2 separate regions of the Mus musculus genome follow, and region 2 is linked to region 1. A link is a contact called in public promoter capture Hi-C data. All regions are on one chromosome and are shown on one strand. The core of a region is the stretch at or near the end of the contact, and the rest is flanking DNA. Distances in the headings are between cores, read along the strand shown.

Region 1 (7,941 bases), core at 3,429-5,928:
GCGAGTGTCTGCCTCCAGAGTGACATCTAAGAAGAAGGTGGCCTATGTTCTAAGCCATCAGGCAGCGCAGACACCCTTCTCTTCCAGCAGCCCCTGATACCAGTGCCATGGCATCCAGATACCATGGCCTGGAGGACGTCATGGTCAGGTTTAGACCATGCCTTTCTCAGGCAGAGCTGAGTGAGCTTCAGGTGAGCTCTCTGACAACAGGCTTTGGCTGTAGAGAATCACAGAACAGCAGTGCTCTGAGGAGCCTGGGGATCAGGCCAGCCAGCCTTCTCATTGTAGAAAGAGAGAGCTCACTGCCACACATGGCTACACAGCTCAGTAATGGCCAAGCCAGCTGGTTGAGCTCTTCTGGCTTCTGGAAAAGTTAGGGTTCAGCGTGGAATTGGAGAGAGCCAGGGAATCAGGGTATAAGAGGGAACCCTCAGAATTATATGCACACATCAGACTACCTAGGAGTGAGGCTCGTGAGTTTTCTTTCCCCACGTTGCCAAGAAGTGCTACCTCTAACCCTCTCAGCCAATAGGGTCTCCTTACCATAGACTTCAAGGATCTGGTACTCCGAGATGCTGCGGATGATATACCCACCATGGGGCCGTAGATCCAGCTCAGCCTGGCAGGAAAAGTTGAGACCGTCCTTTTTCAGAGCTGTGCTGTTGAACGTGGCTGTGGCCTCTTGGGGGACAGTTTCTGCTCCCCCAAAGGTCTGATTCTTCAGGGTCTCTCTGCCACGGAGCAGAGAGAGGGTGAGCCTCTCAAGGGGCTGCACAGGGGACACCGTGCACTCAATGGTGAAGTCTTCACCCACAAACACCCGAGGCGGCTGCAGCTTCAGTGTGACTTGAGCTGGAGGCTCTGCAGGAGACAAAGGAGGAAGGCCAGACAGGATGGAACTGTGTCCCTGCATGTCCTGCCGGGCTAAGGCCCACTCCTCGTATCCCAAATCCCTAGCTAAACTTGAGAAAGAGGAAGTGAGCGTGGCCTGCTCAGTGGAAGAGGGAGGAAGAGGAGGTGTATGGTAGAGGGTGTGCAGGGTGCTAGCTCTGCTCTGCAGACATGGTTTGGAAAATAGAAAAGGGGTCTACAAAGAGAAGATGCGGAAATGGTACAGCCAGGCTGACTGGTGAGATGGCTCAGTGGTTAAGAGCACTGACTGCTCTTCCAGAGGTCCTGAGTTCAATTCCCAGCAACCACATGATGGCTCACAACCATCTGTAATGGGACCTGCTTCCCCCTTCTGAATGTACACAATATAAAATAAGTAAGTCTTTTGAAAGAAAGAAAGAAAGAAAGAAAGAAAGAAAGAAAGAAAGAAAGAAAGAAAGAAAGAAAGAAAGAAAGAAAGAAAGAAAGACAGGGAGGAAGGGAGGAAGGGAGGAAGGGAGGAAGGGAGGAAGGGAGGAAGGGAGGAAGGGAGGAAGGGAGGAAGGGAGGAAGGAAGGGTACAACCAACTAGAAGGATTTAAAAAACTATCTGGGGCCAGGGAGTGGTAGCACACACCTTTAGTCCCAGCACTTGGGAGGCAGAGGCAGGCAGATTTCTGAGTTCAAGGCCAGCCTGATCTACAAAGTAAATTCCAGAACAGCCAGGGCTATACAGAGAAACTCTGTCTCAAAAAACCAAAAGCAAAACCCAAACCAAAATAAAACAAAAACAAAAACAAACAAACAAGCAAACAAGCAAATAGGAAAGTCGGGGCCTGTTTCCATCCTCTCTAGATACTAAACACAAACTTCAAATTAAACAGCTGGGTTTCTGTGCTGTGAACATCTGGAAGGAAGCACGTGGGTTGCTGACTGAGCTTCCTCACGATGCTGGGACAGGAGTCAGGTTTGCCTCGTTTCTCCAGTTAGATTGACCAATATAATTCCAGATCGACTGAATGAGTGCTACGGTGGTACCCCAGTTCCCTTCTAAATTAGAGCACGTCTCCTCCACTCACTCCTACACACCTAGGACCTAGGACATCTATTCTTTGACCCATTGATGTCACTAAGACACTGAGAGAATCCTGGCCTACCCTGGCAGGTGTGTACGCAAGGTTCACACACTTGCCACAGGTCCTTGGAGAGAACAACGAGAATACTGCTGCACAGCACCTCCACTTTCCTCATGAAATGAGGGAGCTACTAGAGAAGGCTAGCTCCCCTGACTGACTCGCTGCTGCTCGTGAGGGAGTGAGTGCCCTGGTGGCTGAACTAGGGTAGGAAGTGACATCAGGGTCTGTGCAAACCTTGGCTGGACTGACCTTCTTGGAGCAAGGGTCACAACCTGCACAGTTTGCTTCTGAGGTACAGGAGGACTCATGGAGTCCAACCAGGGCTGTAAGCAGGTCCTGAGCCCGCAGGTCTGTCCTGCTTGTAGCTCAGGAGCCAAAGGAGATGAATCCCATGATGAGAAGACCCAGGAGAAGTCACTGAGCAGTTAGTGTGTAGTAGTAGTAGTGGTGGTGGTGGTGGTGGTAGTGGTGGTGGTAGTAGCGGTAGTTGCAGCAGTAGCAGTAGTAGTAGACATGGGCACTGTACTGGGGAGTAGAGCCCCCAGCATAGACACTCACGGTACACCCTGATGTTGAGACTCTCCGAGTGCTGCTTTCCCGAACACGTGAAATGGCAAAAGAAGACCGTGTCTTTGGAGACGTTTGAGACTAAGAACTGTTTCCACTTCCCTTGAGGATGCTCTTCCAACATTATTTTATTCGTGGGCGTCTCCAGGCCGCCCATGTCTGGGGCTGCGCAGTTGGTGCTGCAGTTGATTTTCCAAGACTCTGTGGCTTCTACTATCTGCTTCTCGGACCATATGTAGACCTCAAAGGCCTTCTCACCAGACCCTGTAAAACCAAAAGCACTTGGCAGCAGACGTCTCTGATGCCTGTCCTTGGGGCTCTCTATTACCAGTGGCCCAAGGAGACAGGTCACCTTTGGTTGGCCCCTTTCCTCCAGTCCCTTTATCAGTCAGCCCTAGGTCAGTCTTCCTCAAGCCTACTTTCGGCTTCCTTAAGCTCCCGTACAATGTTCCCTCTGTCATGAAGACACCTCTGAGAATGGAGGTAAACTCTGAGCTCACATCACCATCGAAAACTGACAGGATGCCCTCTGGGTGGCGGCAAAGCTCCAGGGAAAGAGAGTAGAGGTAGTGGAGGGACTCCATTTTTAATAACGTAGCTAATAAGAGATGTTGAAGCAAAGACAGAGGGAGGTAGAGAACCTTTCATGCGCTGTGGGAGCACCTTGCAGATAAACGGAGCCGCTGGCTCGCAGACCTGCCATCGGGAGCATGCGTTCATGAAGCAATGGAGAACGGAGATGACCAAACCTTAGCAAGGAAGAGGAATGGTGGAAATAAGACCAGAAAAGCAACAGGCCACCATCAAAAGGACCTGTTGCATAAAGCTCATAATTTATGTTGATGCTCTGTAGACATCGTTGGAGCCAGGACATTTAGGCTGGGCCTGAGTTTCCCATGTTTCTCTTTATGGTGACTACACAGCTCTATGCAGGACAGACATTTGGGATGTACCTGGTGTAAGACAATGGGGCCCTCGGTATTCACCTCCACTCTGTGAGGACCACGATGGTCCTGGATCCTGGCTAGCAGGGTCCCTACACATGGCTTGTCTTTCTCCCTCCCCACTCAGCCATCAGCTAGTGACATTCAATTCAGCGGCAAAGGAGGGGCTTTCCATGTAGATAGTGCTGGACTTGAACTTTCAACGTTGGTTATATATATTCTTTCTGTGAGCCTCAGTTTCTTCACTTGTTAAAAGGGATCATGTGCCCTCCCCTGGGTCCTGAGTGCAATTAGGCTTGGAAGCGTTTGGCAGGTTGTCTAAGACATAGGACACTCAGCACGTAGAGGCTGTGTCCTTCCAGGTCTCCTTGACCCACTGAAACAGCTTTCATTTTCATTTTGTTCTGCCAGTGAGCACAGTATCATCGGCTGCCCTCTGCTGTCCACTAGGCCCCTTTGGCATGCTGCCTCATCTCCGCTTAGCCCCTGGCATTCCTTCTGGAGTCTCCCATTTACCCACTGTCCACCACCCCCAACGTCGGTAGCCTGTCACATCAACATTCATTGATGAATGTTTCATCGACATTCCCAGATCTCTGAGTTTGTTCCCTCTAGTATCCAAAAGGCCTTGATCCTAGTCCTTAGCCTGGGGCCATGAGAAACCAAAGCCAGGCTGACACAGTCTTCTTTACCTATGGTGGAGAGGCCTCTGTGGCCAGGATGTCCCCTTCCCCCACCCCGATGCCTGAGGAGTATTAGTACTTCCCACCCTAAGATGCCATGTGCTGAAACCCCTGGGAGCTGGCTTACCTGGGCTGTAGAACAGGATAAGAAGAGACAGGCTCCAGCAAGCAAAAGAAGACATCTCAGGTGGGGTCTGTGGGGTCTGTGGAGTCTATGGGCTTCAGGGGCACAGCTGACGGCTGCCTGGAGGGTTAGGGAGAGATGTCTGCTACAGGTCGGGGAGTGAAGCCTGGCGCTCCCAACTGAAATCCACAATCTCCTCTGTGCCAGTGAGCTCATTTCCTCTAATTATCTGAGATCAGGAAACAATATGCACAGACCAGCTCCCAAGCCTTTAGGGCCTCAAGAATTCATGCAGAGGAAGCCAGGAAGCAGCAGATAAGCAGGGGTGTAACAGGGTTCTCTCACGTTGCATGCTCCCTGTGCGGGGATAGGAAAGCAATGGGAAATCACATGCAGGAAGTGTGTGTGCATGCATGAATGTGTGCAAGCTTGCATGCACTTACGTGTTTTGTGTGTGGGTGGGGGGAGTGTACATGGAATTTCTTTAACTGTACATTGGGCAGAGTGAGGTCTCCAAGATTCAGATCAGGGGAACTCTGAATTCTACCAGGCCTCGGTTGGCGTCATCTCTGGAAAGATGATATCCAAAGTTAGAACGCAGTCACATAGTAATCTCTTGCTAATGCCCTGCGTATATCTGCATGTCTCAATGTCTCATTTAGTTTCCAGCAGAAGCCTAGCCCTAATTCAGCCAACACAGGGCTCAGAGATTGCAAAAGGGCAGCCCACAGTCGTCTCCTGGGGCCCAGGAGGTCAGGAAACAGTGCCTACAACCTATTCCCAAACCCTAGACTCTTTCCTGGCCTTGTCAGTTAGTGCTTTCCTGTGCATCTCCTTACTTCAGGCAGGACCTTGGTCTTCCTAGCCTTCCTTCCGGGCACACTTCACCACAGGCAGAGAACTTTGGATACACGGCCTTCCCAGGAGGCACTGTGTTCACCATATTTAGTCAACCTTACTGTCTTAGTTCTGTCTTAGAACCTGGGGGATAGGCAGGGCAAAAGCAGGCCTCCTTGCTTTCTCGGTAGAATCCCAGAAAGGGCCTATCCAAAGGAAGCCCCAGGGTTTTGAGGGCTCATTATTGGAGCTCAGGAAGCCACCTGCAGGACCAGCTCCCAGTCCATTGTGTCCTCCAGATTTCAAGTAGAGGAAGCCTCAATGGCTCAGCCAGTGACCCTGTGACATCCTGTCCTTCCCACAGTGCTGAGTAGTGGCTGTTGTATATAGCTATCTAGTGCAGATGTTATCAGCCTGGATCAAGGGAAGTCCCCACATGAGGCTGTTGGGCTTTGAGATTCCACCAGAAAGCGAAGACCAGGTAAGGAGAGAAAAGAGGGAGAAGGGAGAAGTGGGGTGGGGTAGAGTGGGGGGAGGGTGGGGGAAGGGTGGGGGGAGGGTGGGAGTATCTGATCACACATTAGGCTGATAGAGTCCTGAGAACAGGGGACTGGAGGGCTTCAAGGGTTTTGGGTGATAAGGTGGGGGTTGGCCTTCTCTGGGTAATAATAATAATAATAATAAATAATAATGTGATAATAATACAGCAACACAAATGGGCAGACAAACAGACACCACTTAGGCAGGGAAGGAGTTGTCTTTTCATTTTTGGAGGGGTGTTGGTGACTGAGTCGCTACGGCTTCATGCATGCTAGACACATGCCAAGAGCTGCATCCCTAGACTCTTGGTGTTTTTCCCACCCCGCTAAGTGGTCCACACTGGCCTAGAGCTCGCTTTGCAGTTCACGTTCAGAGAACTTTGTCATCAGGTGGTGTGAGCACCACAGTGTGTCCACACAAACCTAGACGGTACAGGACACTACCGTCCTGTACATAGTTAGACGTGTTATACTTGAACACAGCTGCACCACAGTAGCACACTAACACCACCAGGAGAATCTGGGAGTGATGCATTCAATGTTGTCACCGGGCTGTGATGGCTATAAGGCCTCTATGTGGTATGACTTTTGTAGCTCCAGTGTAATCTTCTGGGACCTCTATTGTACGTACATGTGGCCTGTCATGGATGAGAGTGTTGTCTTGGAGCAGGTGACTATACCTACGTCAGGCTGGTCACTGTCAATGCGCTCCCTAAATATGACCTGCTTACTCCTGAATTCTACAAGCTCAACTATGACTACTGTTCTCATCTCCTAGAAGGAGAAACTGAGGCACAGAGAGGCTAAGTGGCTCCACCAAGGTCACATACCGTGGGAAAGGTGAAGTCCCTATGAGTGGCAGGCAGCTATGGTAGCTGAGAAAGCTCAAAGGAAGCCATTGTGAGGATCAGGTTCTCCCAAGACCTTTGGGAGGGACATGCAAGGCCAGAGGAAACTTCCAGACAGGGCTCAAAAAGAAAGCAAGTAACTATCATCAGAACAACCATGGAAATAGAGAGGGCTATATAGAGACTGATCACACCCCAGAAGGAGAGGGGGGCTGCTGGGGCTGGGAAGGGAAGTGGGAGGTGTCTTAGGGATAGCTTCATTTTGTAAGATTGGTCCAAATATAACATGCAGAACAATGTGAACGTGATTGGCTGCAAATAAATAAACGAATGGGCACAGAGCATCCCTTTTATGTATAGTACCACCACTAAAAAAGAAAAATAAGCCAGGCGATGGCCCTGCGTACCTTTAATCCCAGTACCTAGGAGGCAGAGGCAGGCAGATCTCTGAGTTCGAGGCCACCCTGGTCAACAGAGCAAGTTCTAGGACAGCCAGGGCCACACAAAGAAATCCTGTCTCCAAACAAACAAACAAACAAACAAAACCAACCAACCCATAAACAAATGAATGAGATAAAACCAAATAGAATAAAAATAAACCTGGGCTGTGGTAGTGCATGCCTTTGATCTCAGTATTTGGGAGGCAGAGGTAGATGGATGTCTTGAGTTCAAGGCCAGCATGGTTAGAGTGAGTTCCAGAATAGCCAGGGCTACAGAGAGAAACCCTGTCTCAAAAAAAAAAAAAAAAAAAAAAGAAAGAATGAATGAATGAGCGAGCAAGCCAGCCAGGTGTGCTGACCCAGTTGTATAATCCCAGCACCACTTGGATGGCTGAGACAGGTGGATGGCAAATTTGAAGCTAGTTTGGGCTACTGTCAACCCCTCTACCCAATAAGAAAAGGTAAAAGCTATAAATAATGTATGCCATAAAATATGGAACAAAGGAAACAAAATTCCAGAAAAATTAGCTTTACAGACTTAATTTGAGAAGAAATAAAAAGTCTGAGGGGCTCCTGGGACAGCTCACTGAGAGGGTAAAGGCTCTAGCCACCAAGTCTGGTGACTTGAGCTTGACCCCTGGGACCCCCATGTGACAACTGACCCTCACAAGCCCTCTGTCTTCTCTATGAGGGCTGTGGCACTTATGTGCCCCTGAAATAAAATGTAATGAAATACACAAGAAAGATCATTTCTTTCCCAACTGATATACAGATTCAGTGAAATCCCAGTGAATCCCAATACGGTTGTTTATGGAAACAGAAGGCTGGTCATGAAGTGTTTGTGAAGGAATAAAAGATTCAGGGCACACAGGAAGGAGAAGAGGGGAAATTTGCTCTTTGAATATTGAGATTTAATATAAAATATTAATACGAGTGTCAGATCAACTAATGAG
Region 2 (7,941 bases), core at 2,176-4,675, 400 kb after region 1:
GGTTAGAAGGACGCTTTGTCACAAAAAGCCAAAATTCGGGCCACTGAGATGGTTCAGTAAGCATGCCTGCCACTCAGACCTGAATGTCTGAGTTGGATCCCTAGAACCCACAGAGTGCAAATAGTATTAACTCCGATCTCTACACATCTGCCATGGCATTCAGGATGGGCTCGTCCCTATCCCCCCCAAATGCAGTAAGTAATGTTTTTTTTTTTTTTTTTAAAGATTTATTTTGCCAGGTGGTCGTGGTACACACTTTAATCTCAGCACTGGAGAGGCAGGCAGATCTCTGTAAATTCAAAGACTGCTCTACAAAGTGACTTCAAGGACAACCAGGCCTAGAGAAAACCTGGAGTGGTGCGTGTGTGTCATTTTATTTACATTTACCTGTCTGTGTGCTATATGTTTACAGAAGCCTTCAGAGGCCAGAAGAAGGAGTCAGATCCCTTAGAGGTGGAGTTACAGGCAGTGATAAGCTGCCTAACTTGGGTGCTGGGAACCAAATTCTTCCTCTAGAATACCACTGAACCATCTCTCCAGCTACACAATAATTTTCTTTGGAAGAAACTAAAACTGGCCTGGCAGTGGTGGCACGCTGCCTTTAATCCCAGCACTTGGGAGGCAGAGGCACGTGGATCTCTGCGTTCAAGGCCAGCCTGGTCTATAGAGTGAGTTCCAGGACAGCCAGGGCTACACAGAGAAACCCTGTCTGGGGGGGGTGGGGGGGGGGGAGAAAAAACTAAAACTAAAACACGAAACCCAAAGGTAAATCAAGTTCTATTCATAAGCCCGATGAGGTGGAGTATGTCTGTAAGTAAGCTCGGTGCTCAGGAGGCTTAGACATAGGAATCCCCAAACTGGGGGTGATAGCTCTCTTCATAATCCCTGAGCTCAGACAAGCAGCAAGTTCAAGGTCATTCTAGGCTACATATGGAGCTTGAGATGTGGCAGGGTTATACAAGGCCCTGTTTCAAATACTAAAACCAAAATATGAGTTCAATTATTAACTACTGAAATTATTACTGGAGTACCTTTCTCCACCACAGAAGCCGATGACGCAACCAGAAATCAAGCCACTGGCTCGAAGTCCTTGTGGGAGTAAACCATACCAAGGAAGCTTCCGTCTTTTCACCAACTCTTTATTTAAAAACAAACAAACAAAAAAAGGAGAAAAAAAAATATTCATTCATTAAAATTCCATATCATTGTAAAAACAAACAAACAAACAAACAAACAAAACAGAATGTTAATGAATCACAAAGTGAAATAGTGAAATACTTGAGTATTTAAGTAGCAAACCAGGTTATCTGTCACAGTTTGTACCTTGTAACACTGCTGGGTGTCTGATTGCTGTTCGAAACAGGATGGAAACAGACTCCAATCTGAGCAAGACCGAAAGGTAGCTTTCTGTTTACCAGATCCAGGCAATTAACATAGTGCTCCAAGGCACCTGCCAAGAAACAAACCGATCATATAAATCTATTTCACTTAGGGAAACCAGCAGTGAACTCTGAGCCCAGCACTTGGTATCCTGGTACTCAGGGGTGGAGGCAAGAGGACTCTGACACTTTGAAGCAAGCCTGGGCTACAGACTGATTTCAAGGTAAACTTGAGATAAAGAAATCAGGTTCTCAAAAGAAGAAACAAAAGAACAGTCCAGTATCTTCAGAGAGAGAAAGAAAAAAACCAAGTGTGGGGCAGAGGCCAGCCTGGCCTACAAAGTGAGTTCCAGGACAGTCAGGGCTACAAAGAGAAACCCTGTCTCGAAAAACCAAAAAAAAAATCCTTAAACCTGGAAAGACATCTCAGCTGGTAGAAGCAGCTGCTGCTAAGCCTGAAGTCTTGAGTTCTATCCCCAGGACCCACACGATAGGAGGAGAGAACTGACTTCCATGTTATCCACACTGAACTCAAAATCTCATTTTCAGTCTGCAACTTTGATCTAAAAGACTGAGAGGTAAAAAACAGCTGATGTTTGGGGGACATGGTGAGACTGTTTAATCAATCAATACCAAGAATACAGGATAAAATATACTACAATCTAATTGCATTTATCACCGGCTTGCTTTATTTTGCTTTAAAAATTTAAGGTTACAGTATATACTAATTTTCACAAGCTTGGATTTGTAAGGTGTTGTTAGCTACTCCATACTGCTAAACGGCAGAGGCAGCATTTCCGAATTTGTTATATTTGACTTTAAAGATGTGTATCTCATCTTCTAGCTGACAAGCTAAAAAATTACCTGGCAAAAAACCCCACAAAAAAAAAAAAAACAAAACAAAGCAACAAACCAAAAACAAACAAACAAACAAAAAACACCAAGAAAAACCTGAGTTGCCAGGCAGTGGTGGCGCACGCCTTTAATCCTAGCACTTGGGAGGCAGAGGCAGGCAGATTTCCGAGTTCGAGGCCAGCCTGGTCTATAGAGTGAGTTCCAGGACAGCCAGGGCTACACAGGGAAACTCTGTCTCAAAAAAAAAAAAAAAAAAAAAAAAAAAAAGAAAAACCTGAGTTGATAATTGTATTTAAAACTGGAACAGAGGAAGTCTTTGAAAATGCCTTGGTATCAATGAAAGCATGTGACTGATTTATATAAGGTCCTACCTCTATAGTTTTAGGTTTGCTCGTCAAACTGAATGCTTTACAAATTTCTTCAGGAATGATGCCTCGGACCTTTGCCTCAAGGTGGATCACTCTGATGTTATTAAAAAAAAAAAAAAAAAAAAAAAAAGGAACCTGGTCACTTCTTTGCCTGGAAGCCTAGGGCCGTTGCTGTCTCCAAACTCGTGCAAGACTGCTTTTCCACCCCAAATCTGTTCAGAAGCACGAAACGCGAAGAGCCATACCGTGAAGAAGAGTCGCCCGTAGTTTCCCAGAAGTTTTTAATAAGTTCTCAAGAAATGCCACTAGCTGTTCCTTACTCGGCTCTCTGTCTTGCAAGATTTCGCGTATACTTTCTGGAGAGACTAACCTGAAGGCACTGTCCCTCGGCTGCGAAGAGCCCGGCTCCTGGTGGAGGGAGTCCACCGCGAAGACCTGCTCCCTGAACACCACCATAGAGGACCACCACTGTGAGGCTAGGTTCTTTCGTAACTCTACACCCAAAGGTCCAAAGCGCGCGTGGCACCCGCTCAGCAGAGCAGCCGTGCTGAGCTGCTGCGGCGTCCCGCTGAAAAAGTGCCTCCTCCGGCAGAGGTCTACCAGCGCCTCGCGGGCCACCGCATGCTCGGGGGCGTCAGGCTGCTGCGTCCCATCTGCGGGACCCGCGTACCCGGACAGCCAGCACCTGCAGGCCCTGCGGCAGGCCCTGGCGCCGCCACCGCAGCGCATCGCTTCAGGAGTCGGAACACCAGCACCTCCCGTGCAGAGCCGCAGTTTCAAACCTACACCAGCACCAGGGCCTGGGGTGCAGGCACAGCGGAAATGGACGTGCTGTAGACCACGCCCCCGGAAGAGCGTCACCCGCTGCTGAGCAGCAGCCGCCTTGGGCGTATCCCGGCCTCCGCGGCTGACGCCAGCGTCTGATTGTTTACTACCTTTGGGATTTTCCGTTTGGTAACTCCACCTGCCTCACATTCACTTGTTTAGCTTTTACCACAATCCTGTTACTATAGAGTTAGCATCAGGTTTTCCGAGCTGCCAAACAAAACGAAAAAAACCCCTTCCAAAATGTTGTCCTGGACGGTACTGATGTGAGGCTTAGCGTTCAGTCTCCAAGGGAATGTGTTGTGCACTTTTAGTTTATACTAATGCTGGCAAACATTATCACCAATGGCCACTCCACTCTCTCCCGGGTGTGGCTGGACAGACAGGGTGACCAGGTCTTAAAAAGGGCTTCGGGAATTTATTAACCACCTCCTTAAAAAGAATTTTTTTTTTTTTTTTTAAAGATTTGTGAGTTGCTGTCTTCAGACACACCAGAAGAGGCCATCACTACAGGTGGTTGTGAGGCACCGTATGGTTGCTGGAAGAGCAGTGCTCTTAACCTCTGTACTTCCCTTCTCGTAGAAATCAGTTAATACCTGACTAGGACAAAGGGGTGTTTTTGATACTGGAGTTTGATTATAAGGTGCAGGACTGTTGTGGTAGCTCACTCCTATGTTAACATATGCATAAGGGACAATCTCTGACTTCAAGGCCAGCTTGGCCTATGTATCAAATTCCAGGATAGCTGGAATGGGGAAGGCGGGGGTGCAAAAACCCAGGTAAGAGGCCTCTACGCGAATAAATAAATGAAGAGAATGGGGAGAAAAATCACATTTATTAGTTAAGACAACCACAGGCTGGACACAACACACATGCTAAAAAGTGGACTGTCTTTTAAAACTTCAAAGGTAATTTTTTCCAAGCCCCACAATCATTTCCATAATTATTTACAAAATAAAAGGTCCACATTAAGACATTGAACAGTAAAATATGTAATAAATGCTCCAATCTACACCTATACTTAAAAATCATGAATCTGACTAGCCATGCCATTGAAAACCACTCAGTACTAGAGGATGAACCAGTTTTCAATGTTATCAGCCCTGGAAAACACGCCCAGCTCCCACCCCCAGCACATTCTATTTTGTTTTAACATTTTATAAATAAGGCATTAACAATAAGCCCATTTTAAAAACAAAAAGTTAAATAACTTCCTTTAAGACTTTTGTCCTGGGCAAAAAACACACCAATTTTTTGGGAAGACATTTAGACCTACTTATAGCCATTCTGAAACAAAGCTGTTTGCTGGTGATCCTACTTAAATCTAAAGCTTTCCCCCCAATCCTTCTAGCTGTTAAGCCCATAGTGAACCTAACCCGAAAACTTTACTGTGCTTTTGGTTATGTCGTCTTCCTTGTGACTAGCCTACAAGACCCCTAAAATCCCCTGAAATAATGTGGAGACATTCCTGACTTCCAGGTGTGGCTATAAGCACTCTGGCAAGTCCTCGAGGACTAGGAACCTACAAGGTAATCCTGCACTAAAGACACAGTGCACACAGCTCTTGGGCTAACAGTCTTTCAGCTTCGCACATTTCGGCAGTTGACAACAAAACCAAGAGATGGAATAAAATTTTGATAAAGCAAAAATGTCATTACTTAAAACTGTTTTGCAAAAGAAATCAACATGTATTTATATAGTTACTGTCCTGTAGTTCACTCTTAAGGAAAATAGGCTATTAAATGACTTACTTCCCTGATACTGAAAAATGACAAAGCTTTTATCCAATAAATCTGGAATTATAAAATCCATTGTCTCTAACTTCTTCCCATACAAACAGATCATCCTAAGGGCCTTCTGAGTTCCTCTCCTAAATCCAGGAATGGGAAGTAGTCAACTTTCCTTGTGTAAAAATAAACACCAAAACAAAAATCCCCCCCAAAAACACTATCTAAGCCAAGTTGTACATGACATTATATATGTAAAATAAAGTACAATTTCACTTAATTCAGTCTTCAAATATCTTTTATTGGAAGGCCATGCATTGCCTTCATTTATTGTATTTGAAATCACTGTACAGTTACTTTTGTGAAAACACTGCCTGCATTTTCTAGTACAAAAAAAACCTAAAAATTGTTTCAGGAATGTAGAGAAATATCCAACTTAAATAGCGAAAAAAGTGCACCATAATTACTGCTGCACTGCAGTCATTTCTGCATTTCCCATGTTTCTTAAATAACTATCTTGTCTGATAACACACAATATAAAGAGCAATTATGAAAAACAGACATTTACATATACTTCTAAAGTCTTATTGAGAATACCCTGTTGGCATGGGATAGCCAATCATAGGCGCAGCAGCTGCGGTAGCAGGATATGCATATGCCTGTTGGTTCATACCATTGTGCATATTTGCAACATTACTTCCATATTGCTGAGTGCTATCATAACCGTTCTGGTAAGTCCCTGTTGGATTACCAGTCCTAAAACTGGTCTGTATGCCAGCAGATACAAAATTACTTCCAAAGCTCCCATTGGTGTAATTTGCAGCACTGTAAACACCATTCTGAGTTTTAGCCCCAAAATCTCTCTTAAGCAGATTAGAGTAGCCTCTGTCATAGTTTTCCCTGTCTCTAAAGGTATTAAATCCACCCCTTTTGCCTGCAGAGTATCTGTCACGACGATCGTCCTTCATGCCTCCTCTACCCCTGGAACGACCTGTCAAGAAAGTAAGTGGAAATTGATCAATTTTTATCTGTGGCATAAGTGTGGTAAGATAGGAGAGAGTTAGATAGCTCTATTTATGTTGGGTCTTAAGTGCTTTTAGATTCTTTAGGTTTCAAAATAAGAAGTACTCATTCTTCCGATCCCACTTTGTAGACAAGAGGTAACTGCCACCTACCAGAAACATCTCTTACGAAGATCCTTACCTGAACCTCTGTCTTCGACCAACTGAAGCAACTTGGGATTAATTGCTTGATTAGCTTCCCGAAGCACAGAGATAAGGTCGCTCACTTGCTTTATGTTATTAGGTGTAAAGAAAGTGTATGCTGTGCCTGTTTTGGTACTGCGAGCAGTTCTTCCAATTCGATGAATATAATCCTCTGAGGAGTTAGGGTAGTCATAATTGATGACAAATTTCACATCTTCCACATCTGTAAGGTGTTGCAGTGTGGCAAAATAGCAATGTACGGAGTTTTGCACACCACAACAGCCAGACCAAAAATAAAAAGTTAGACAATTGTATTCCCAAGAAGGTACGGGCTGAAAAAAATACAGTTAAAATGGTTATCCATTTCCTGTAGGAACACCATTGAGGTAGGAAAAAAGGGCAGGGTAGGAAAAAAAAAAAACCAAAACACCCAAAAAACAACAAAAAAATTTGCACATGTCAGCTGTCTTAACACCCACCCACTGACAGCCTATCAAGGGAATGTGTGTTCTCCTTAGCACATTCCCAAATTGACAGTCCCCTTACAGATCATCAAGTGACATCTGAATGCTTCTGCGCAGTAGGGCCAATTAAAAGTTTCTCAGCAATCTCTTCATGTGCTCATTTTTGAGGACCTTTTAACAAAAATGTAAAGGTCCTTTGCATTACACTCATCAGAAGTTCAAAACTCTGGCCACACTGCTTGTCTTGCCAAGACCTTACAACTGCAGCTGCAAGAAAAACATACCTGTCCCCCAAAAGTTGTTTTAATGCACTGTGTCTCGTCTAGGCAAGCGCTTCCAAGAAGCCAGGATTCACTTGAGAATGTGTCTCTCTCTGGCAGGTCTCGACATGACGACTACTGTGTAGGTGAGGGAGGAACTTTCAAGGCACTTTCTTTTCCCACTGACTATGTGTGAGAAGTTGGTCCTGCTCTAGGTCTCATGTGCCAGTACTCACCAATTTGTAAAAGGCTTTTAAAGCTGCTCTCTCCATTTCAAACTTGAACAAAAATTTCATTGAACATTGAAGTTTGGAAATATTTCTTCGACATTTCAGCAAACTCACTGAAACTCAAAGACCCACAGATCACAGTGAACAGTTTGAAACAATGCTGTACCATGGCAATCATGCAAAGCATGGGACAGATGAAATACCACGGCAGTGAACTGTGAGGTAACTTCCATTTTTTTCCCCCGGAGAGAACAGTTTATGGGGCAGAGGTGGTATGTTCTGCCCTTTGAAGATTACTGGCACACTTTCAGCTTTTCACCTCTCTAATCGACTGGAAGCAGCCAGCCGATCACTAGTCCTCCATCCCCCTCGAGTCCTCCGATTGTCATGCCTAGGCCTTGCCACAAAGACTGCACCTTTATGTGAAAAAAACTTAGAAAAAATGCAGGTTAAAGAAAGCAATAAACTTTCTTTAAAAAAAACTACATGGAGATCTTCTGGGAAACCAAGCCATGAATTCGAGTTTGTACTAACCTAGCCCTCTGGAGGCCACATCGGTAGCAATCAGAATAGGAGCTTTTCCATGTTTGAATTCTATAAAGACAACCATGAATAATCATTAATGCAA

Evidence for each region. Promoter capture Hi-C pulls out the DNA fragments that hold promoters and counts their contacts.
Region 2: a contact with region 1 is called in a promoter capture Hi-C map of hippocampal neurons, with 6 times the contacts expected there. The contact joins the promoter of Polg2 here to the promoter of Icam2 in region 1. A contact is called at or near these places in 17 of 39 promoter capture datasets (the 3T3-L1 cell line, the C10 cell line, the HPC-7 cell line and 9 more), 1 of 484 Hi-C or Micro-C datasets (pre-B cells), 5 of 115 datasets of contacts at active chromatin or transcription factors (the 230-238 cell line, bone marrow-derived macrophages, forebrain and 2 more) and 2 of 9 other capture datasets (adipose tissue and liver).

Annotation. Positions count from the first base shown.
Region 1 is chr11:106,378,103-106,386,043 of GRCm38.p6, forward strand. It overlaps Icam2 (intercellular adhesion molecule 2), which reads right to left and starts at 4,679. Exons shown (of 4, transcript NM_010494.2): 1 at 4,328-4,679; 2 at 2,565-2,837; 3 at 544-861. The coding sequence starts at 4,382.
Region 2 is chr11:106,776,112-106,784,052 of GRCm38.p6, forward strand. Polg2 (polymerase (DNA directed), gamma 2, accessory subunit) reads right to left here and starts at 3,426. Exons shown (of 8, transcript NM_015810.2): 1 at 2,848-3,426; 2 at 1,324-1,450; 3 at 1,032-1,137. The coding sequence starts at 3,331. It overlaps Ddx5 (DEAD box helicase 5), which reads right to left. Exons shown (of 13, transcript NM_007840.3): 11 at 7,848-7,907; 12 at 6,358-6,582; 13 at 4,245-6,145. The coding sequence ends at 5,739. Mir3064 (microRNA 3064) reads right to left here and starts at 6,648; the gene lies at 6,582-6,648.